Linked DNA regions of Mus musculus: region 1 is linked to region 2. Evidence: chromatin contacts called from public HiChIP or PLAC-seq data. All regions are on one chromosome and are shown on one strand. The core of a region is the stretch at or near the end of the contact, and the rest is flanking DNA. Distances in the headings are between cores, read along the strand shown.

The links. HiChIP or PLAC-seq counts read pairs in DNA pulled down with a chosen protein or histone mark.
Region 1: a contact with region 2 is called in a FOXA1 HiChIP or PLAC-seq map of pancreatic cancer cells. The contact joins the enhancer-like site here to the promoter of Prph in region 2. A contact is called at or near these places in 4 of 39 promoter capture datasets (the 3T3-L1 cell line, embryonic stem cells and stem cell-derived epiblast-like cells), 1 of 484 Hi-C or Micro-C datasets (nephron progenitors), 4 of 115 datasets of contacts at active chromatin or transcription factors (T-cell acute lymphoblastic leukemia, extraembryonic endoderm stem cells, pancreatic cancer cells and 1 more) and 1 of 9 other capture datasets (pancreatic islet).

The regions. Positions count from the first base shown.
Region 1 is chr15:99,357,936-99,361,763 of GRCm38.p6, reverse strand. The region is part of intron 1 of Fmnl3 (formin-like 3); the gene reads left to right. Among named protein-coding and RNA genes, the nearest start is that of Gm22951, 8.3 kb to the left of the region's middle. Within about 2 kb of position 2,578, at least 17 of the 459 cell types and tissues checked have an H3K27ac peak or open chromatin away from gene starts, as enhancers often do. A contact at or near this core is called in pancreatic cancer cells, where this site is marked.
Region 2 is chr15:99,053,111-99,056,704 of GRCm38.p6, reverse strand. Prph (peripherin) reads right to left here and starts at 1,531. Exons shown (of 8, transcript NM_013639.2): 1 at 942-1,531; 2 at 541-601; 3 at 269-364. The coding sequence starts at 1,498.

The DNA of each region.
Region 1 (3,828 bases), core at 1,329-3,828, 300 kb before region 2:
AAGGTCGCTCAGGGAAGCCTCCCTAAAGACATTTTTAGTTGGATTCTTTTTTATTTTTTTTTTTAGTGCTAAAAGGACAGCTAGAAAAACAGCTTTTCAAATGATGGATGATTTTTTTTTCAAAATCTTTGGGTTTCTTTATAGATTTCAAATCTGTAGAAAATTTTTGGTAAAAATGTGAATAAAATACCAGGCATGGTGGCATCTGTACCTACCATCCAAGGATTTAGAAGGTTGAGGCAGGAGGATTGCTGAAGCTCTCAGGCCAGTCTGTGGTACAGAGTAAAACCCTATTTCAAAATAAATATCAAAAATGTTAAAACAAAAAGCTAGACAACACCCATGGCTGTTGTTAAAGATAAATTTAGTGCAGATGTTGGGAGAGCTTTTGTCTGGTCATTTTGAAACAGGGGCTTGCTATGTAGCCGTACCTCTTCTATGTGTGTAAGCCAGGCTGTCCCTGTACTCCCGGGCTGTCCTCCTGCCTCTGTGTTCTACAGGCATGAGCCACTATGCCTTGTTCTTAGGTGACACTTTTTAGGGCTCTGTCAGTTTGAAATGCATGCTTCTTTTACTTCAGCCATCTTTATTCTGGGAAGTATTTCTCCAGAAGTGATTACACATATGCACAGAGGTCCACGCCATGGGTACTCCGCGATGCTGCTAAATGCTGCTTGCTTCTTTTCTCTTTTCTCTTTTCTCTTCTCTTCTCTTCTCTTCTCTTTTCTTCTCTTCTCTTCTCTTCTCTTCTCTTCTCTTCTCTTCTCTTCTCTTCTCTTCTCTTCTTTTTTTAAATTGGGACTTCTTCCATTTTCCTTGCTGCTCAAAGCAGATCCTGTGAGTACTCTCTAATTTTCTCTTCTTTCTCAGTACACAATCCATATGAAATTCCCCACTGTTTCATCTCTAACAACATACATCAGTTTTTCTCTACTGCCACCATCTCCATCCATGCCGGGATCAGCCTTGCTTGTATTACAGTCAAGCAGCCATTTTCCTCTCTCTACAAAAGAGCCAAATTTAAGATATTAGTCTTTCATCCAGAACATTTCTATGTTAGGGCCTTTGCACAAGCTCTATCTGCTTGGGGTGCCATTTGCCCGAGTCTTTAAATTACTCAGTTTATAACTCAGGGCTTCCGCTTTGCAATCGCCACCTACTTCCCAGCCCTGCTTATGACTGTCTACCTAAGAGTCCTACCCTTGATTTTAGCCAAAAAGCTGAGAAGCGATTCTATCTTAGAATCTTGTTCATTCCTCTGTGTTATTTTTCATCTTGAGATTATTTACTTAATTACTTATTTATCCTTTTTCCTACATTACTGACTCCCTGAGGGTGGGGACATTATGTTTGCTTATCATTGTACAGCTAACTACCTGGTATAGGTAAGCATCATTTACTATCTGTAGCTGATGGGAATCTCCAAGATAGGAGTGTGTGCATGTACAAAAATAATAATCTAAAGAGGTAGTTCAGACAGTAATGCTGTATGATAGAGTATGTACTTACTTATGTAGAGAAAAGGCCTAAAAGAATCAGAACCAAATTGTGTTGACCATCAGGGAAGATTGAATTTATCAAAAAAAATATATTTATATTATGTATTACTCTTTTAAGGAAAATAGAAGACTAAAAATAGAGTTGGAGGAGGGAACTTCAACTTTGAATGGTAATGATAAAAATTTCTCTTGCTTTGCACTCAGTCAAAAGATGAACAGGAGAGAGGGGGGGACACCCATAGGATTGGTAGCTCCTTCCTTCCTGCCTGTCACCTGCCTGTGGCGACCTGGGCATTGGCTCTTACAGAAGAAAGATGTCCATCTGCCCCAAGGCTGCAATTTAGGTTGTTGAGTGGCATCCTGGTTCCTTGGACTCAGGCAGGTTGTATATTTTTAGTCTCTTTCATTTTAGGTCCAGCTAAACTTGCACGTCTCGCCTTGGTGAAGCTGCAGTGACATCAGCAAAGACAGTGAGCCTCAGCTCTGACTTAGCTGAGCCGGGGCTCCTCAGGACCCTGTAGCAGCATTGTTCTCTAGAGTCTTGTCTTTTAGGAAAAGGATAACTAATAGTGCTTTAAAAAATGAAAAACAGAAAAAGACAATGTAATGAACGTGGCCACTCTGGAAAGTGGGACAGATGACATCCAGTGGCCTTCCACCACGGGAATGTTCCAGATCACCTTTTGATCATATTTACTGGATGGTAGTGGAATGCCAGCCCCAAGCAGTTACTTGGCACAAACTGTCTTATTCCTTCATCATGGCTGTGTAAAGCAGGAGTTTTTTTTTTTTTTTTTTTGGGTTGTTTGTTTTCGTTTGTTTGTTTGTTTGTTGTTTTAGATTTGTGTGCATGCTAAAGCTGAATGTAGGGTCTCAAGCGTGCAAGGCATATGATCTACCGCTAAGCCACAGCTCCAGACTAAAGCAGTTATTTCTGTGTCGTAGATGGGAAAGCTGAGGTCCAGGAAGGTTAAATGATTCAGGATTAAAGAATTAGTAAGTAACCAGGGTCTGCATCCAAGCTTTCTGACTCCAAAGCCATGTTGTATTTCCGTTTGTTTTGAAACATGATCTCACATTGCATGGCACCGAACTAGCCTGGAACTCACTGGCTCACACAGGTGTCTCACTTGGGCCTCATCCTCCTGAGTGCCGGGATTACAGCCACAAACCACACTGGCTCGAGTCCACATTTTTACACGCTCCTCTTCCCAGAGTTGACCTCTTGTTTACAGTCGGGTGACGCACACCTGTAATCGTAGTGCTTGGGAGATGTTGGCAGGAAGACCAGTAGTTCAGGGCCAGCCTCATCTATAGAGCATGTTCAAGGATAACCTGGAATAATGAGAAGCTGTCAAAAAAAAAAAAAAGGTAATTACAATATAGGTGTGATGGCACGTGCACTTGGTGGCTTGGAGGCTGGAGGATCAGGTCTAAGTCATCATGAGAGCCATAGTGAGTTTGAAACAGCTTGGGCTGGGTAATGAGTTTAGAGGCAGCTGGGACATACAGCAGAATATTATCTCACGAATCCCAACCAAAAACAAAAATAGGATTGTCTTTGGGAGCAAAGAATAGATTAAGAGAGCCAAGCAAAGACCTCATTTAGATTGGCAAGTCTCAGATCTACTCTGTTCAGTCATTCCTTTCTATGCACAAGGCACTCTCCTGAGCGCTTTAGAGCGTGCCAAATATATAAATGATGCTGCCTGAGTTGGAGAGACAAATGAGCGCCGAGCACTGTATTTTGAACGGGAGCATTAAGCCCAGCATGAGCGTCAAAGTTGGCTTTCCCCATAAGAGGATACGATTTGCCTTGCTCAGTTACATGTTTCTAAGAAACAAAGAACACTCTTGAGGCCGGGATGTAGCTCAATTGGTAGAGTACTTATCGAGCATGTGTATGGCACTGTGTTTGATCCATAAAATGAGCATGTAGTGCACTCCTGTGACCTCTGCACTTTGGAGATTAAGGTAGGAGGGTCAGAGGTTATTTTTACTACATAGTGAGTTCCAGGCTAGCCTGGGCTACACAAGACCTTGTCTCCATAGAAAAAGAAAACAAAAGAGCCACTCAGAGGGAATTCTTGAGGTGCTGAGATGTCAGTCAGTCAGTTGTAACCACACAGGAGTCAGAGGAGGGCAAGATCAGCCTGGTTCAGGAATGAAGTCAGGTACTGCTTTAAGTCTTGTCTTAAAAGTGACTAGGGTAGTCCAGAGGAGAGGAGGCGCTGCAGACCGAGCAGGATGGGACGAGGTTAAAAAGGGAGAATGAGCCGGCTGTTGGGAAGCTGCCGTTTGGAATAGAGGAGCCTGGTTACAGAGAAGT
Region 2 (3,594 bases), core at 282-2,781:
ATTAATTAATTAAAAAGCTCCCCTTTTTCTTGAACAGAAGGGGGTGCTAGGGAGTGCACCCCCTCTGAATTCTGAGACCTGAGCCCAAGTTGCCCTTAAGCCAGTTGTCAGGTTCAGGGTGTAGTTACCCCTATCGCCAACAGGTGGCGCATGGGTGGGAGTCAAAAACACCTGTAAAGGGTGGGGTTGTCATCACAACGCATCCCTGTTGTCTGCGCAGCTTCAGCGAGGTCTCTCCCAAGCCTTCCCAGACACCCCGACCACCCACCTCTTCGTGTAGCTTCTTGAGGAACTCAATTTCATCCATCAGAGACTCAATCTTGCGCTCCAGTTCTAGGCGGGACAGAGTGGCGTCGTCCACGTCCTTCGCGAACGGGAATAGGGGATCAATAGGAGGGCTCCTCAGGCCAGGGAAGGGCCAGGTCTTCCCTGTCTGTCTCGGAAGCACGGAGTGGCCTCCCTTAACCCACCGATGCCACCCTGGAGACGCAGCTGGGGGTGCAGCTGGGGTGTTGGGACTCGACGTGACCCCTCACTCACCTTACGGAAGAGCACCAGGTTGTGCTCCGCATCCTCCCGCTTGCGGGTTTCTTCTTCTAACCTGACAGGCAGAGTGGGAAGATGCTGAACTGCGGGGTGACCTCCCAGACCTCGTGCCACATCCAGCACCCCGCCCCCATCTGCTTATGCAGCTGTCCTGGATCTAAAAGGAGGGATTCAGTCTGCCCGTCTAACGGACTAGGAACAGAGAAGGGAGTCCCCTTAATGTCTGGTCACTTCCGCTAGGCTCTCGGAGCAAAGTGCAGGGAGGGGGCTGGCTTGGATGCTGCAGGCTCGCCCTGGGGTTGGCCAGCCCGGCCACGCCCTAGGGCTGTTGGATCTGGAGGGGAAGGCAGGGGGAGCGAAGGGAGCGTCTGGCAGGCCCGGTCCTGCCCTCTGACCTCTGCTTGAGCGCCGCTAGGTCCTCCGCCAGCCCGTCCCGCTCCACCTGCACCCGGTCGCGCTCCCGGCCCAGCAGCTCCAGTTCGCGCCGCAGCTCGCGCAGCTCCTGCTGGCAAAGCTGGTCGGCGCGCGCCGGCTCCTGGCCCCGCGCCTGGCTCAGCTCCCCGCGCAGGGCTGCGTTCTGCTGCTCCAAGAAGCGCACCTTCTCGATGAAGTTGGCGAAGCGGTCGTTGAGCTCCTGTAACTCTTGCTTCTCGTTGCTCCGAGTGGCCAGGAACTCTTGGTTGAGGGCCTCGGCCATGGAGAAATCGAGGCGCTCCGAGGGCAAGCGCAGTGCCCCCGCTCGAGGGGCACGGAAGCTGCCCAGCCGCGCCGAGGAGCTCGGGGACCCCGAGCCCAGCAGGCGGCTGCTGGAGAAGCGAGAGCTGGACGAGTAGGAGAAAGCCCCGGGGGACAGTGAGGGCGGCGGCCCAAAGGTCCGGCGGTACGAGGTGGAGCTGATGCTGGACCGCAGGCCCGACGAGTGATGATGGCTCATGCTGGCGGAAGATGGCATTCAGCGCTTGGCAGAACTAGGCCGGGTGGCAAGGAGCTGCAGACCGATGCGGGGCGGCTTTATAGCCCTGCGGTCTCCGGGGAGGGGGGGTGGGGGGCCACGACAGCTCCTCCCACTGGCCTGACTTCAGCCTTGGGCTGTGTGGGGAGGGGGATGCCCCACCCTGCAGAGAGAGGACACCACCCCTTCCCTCTCCTGGTTGCTGGCACCCTGCCTGCTTGATTCCCCCTTGTTGCTGGCTGAGATCCGGGATGTGATGGAGGTGGGCTAAGGTCTACCTTAGAGCATGCATCCAACGCTGGAGCCTAGAATGGGAGGACATGGCTTGACCTGGGGTGCCCTCTCAGAAGAGGGGGTAAAAATTAGGGAATATGAGGACCTGAGGAAAAGGGCAAGTTTTGAGCAATGAGAAGTGGGGTAGGTGGAGGGAGAGCTAACCTGGCCTAAGCCAGGGAATTCGTGCCTCCTCCTGTCTCCTGAAACTGGGGTTCTCCTTTCACCTGTTGTCAACTGCCCCCCATCATTGGCCACAACCGAGGGCTGAGGCAGAGGGAGCTGGGGAAGAGCTTATCTCTGCCTACTCCCCAGGGCACGGTAAAGGGCTGGTGATTGGCGCCAGCTCTGCAGCTAATGGACTGACCAGCTCTCCCACCCCCACCCCCGCCCTTGGACCAGCAGAAGTTGCATGGTGATGTTTCCATCTTAAAGACACAGCCCCCAAACTCGGACGTAACACCCACCCCAACAAGAGTGGGCACCTCACAGGGTGCTGAGGATGTCGGGGTTCCAAGGGTCTGTGCCATGAAAGGGCCTGTGAGGTGCCCACTCTTGTTGGGGCTGAGTGGGCCTGTGGTACACTTTCAGCCTTTACTGGATTGGTGCCCCCTCCACACCATCTGCTGGGCAGTCACGGGCCTTACGGGAACCAGAGGAATTCCTGAAGTAGGAAGGGGAGGGGGGTGGGGGATAGCAGCTGCCAGGGCTGAAAGACATATAGACTAGTAGGCACCAGTCTCCAGTGCAGAGGAGATGCAGGTACCCAGACATGGTGCAGATAAAGGGAGATGAGATGGGAGAGATACCCAGCCACTACAGCCTGTTAGAGAGAGAAGTCCTCCGACAGGTCCACAGATAACTTGCCCAATACTCACTGAGCCAGCTTTGTAGAGGCTACAAATATGCATGTGTGCACAGACATGACAGGAATACACAGCTACACCCCTTAACAGCGCCCCCACACCCCAGTTAGCAGAAAGGCTGGTGTCTGACCTTTGTGTGACACACTACTTCCAGAATGCAGCACAGGCAGTCCCAGGAGTGGACAGAGGCCGTCTGGATTCTCTGCAGGAGAAAGGATGCTGAAGCCCTTTGGGTTTGCTGAGAGCCATGTGTCTGCTACCACTGGGGACCCTGGGACTCTCAAACAGGATGAGTCTACCTCAGTTGGGTCCTGAGAAAGAGACGGGTGTAAGAGAAGAAGGCTTGGGGTTCTAGGCTGGATGCCTGACTGGGATAAGGAGGATGGCTCCCTGCAGACTGCAGAGCAGAGAACTCCCCCACCTTCCGTGTGTCCTCCGAGATGGGTCAGAGCCAACGCCCAGTGCTGGCTTGCATCCCTAGGCTTCCGTTCCTCTCCAGGCCCCGCCTTCCTTCCAGGCTATTAGTCTCTCCCAGCTCGGCTGCCAGGTCCTGCTCTTTGATGGATCTAGTTTGGTTGCTAGGGGGATGAGAAAAGGGGGGTTGGGGAAGGGAGAACAAGGCGAATAAACCAGAGCCTGCCACACCCCAGTTGTTGCAGTGGAGAGAGGTACCTTTCGTCAGACCTGGGCTGGGGTGGGGGGCTGGTGGGTCAGAGGTGAGTATGTAGAAGAAGCCTTGGCGCCTTGGCGCTTTCAGGGCTCTGAACAATTGCTGCCTTTGGTCTGGAGCTGCACCCAGGCCAGTTCTTAGAGCAAATGATGATCCCAGAGGGCTGGAGCCCAGTCCCCAAGAGCCTGAGCCTCTTCGCACAGGGAGCTGGTGGCAGAGCTGAGCCTCTGAAGACAGCTGAAGTAGAGGCTGGGCAGAACAGGGGAGGTTCTGGCACTAGGGCGTTG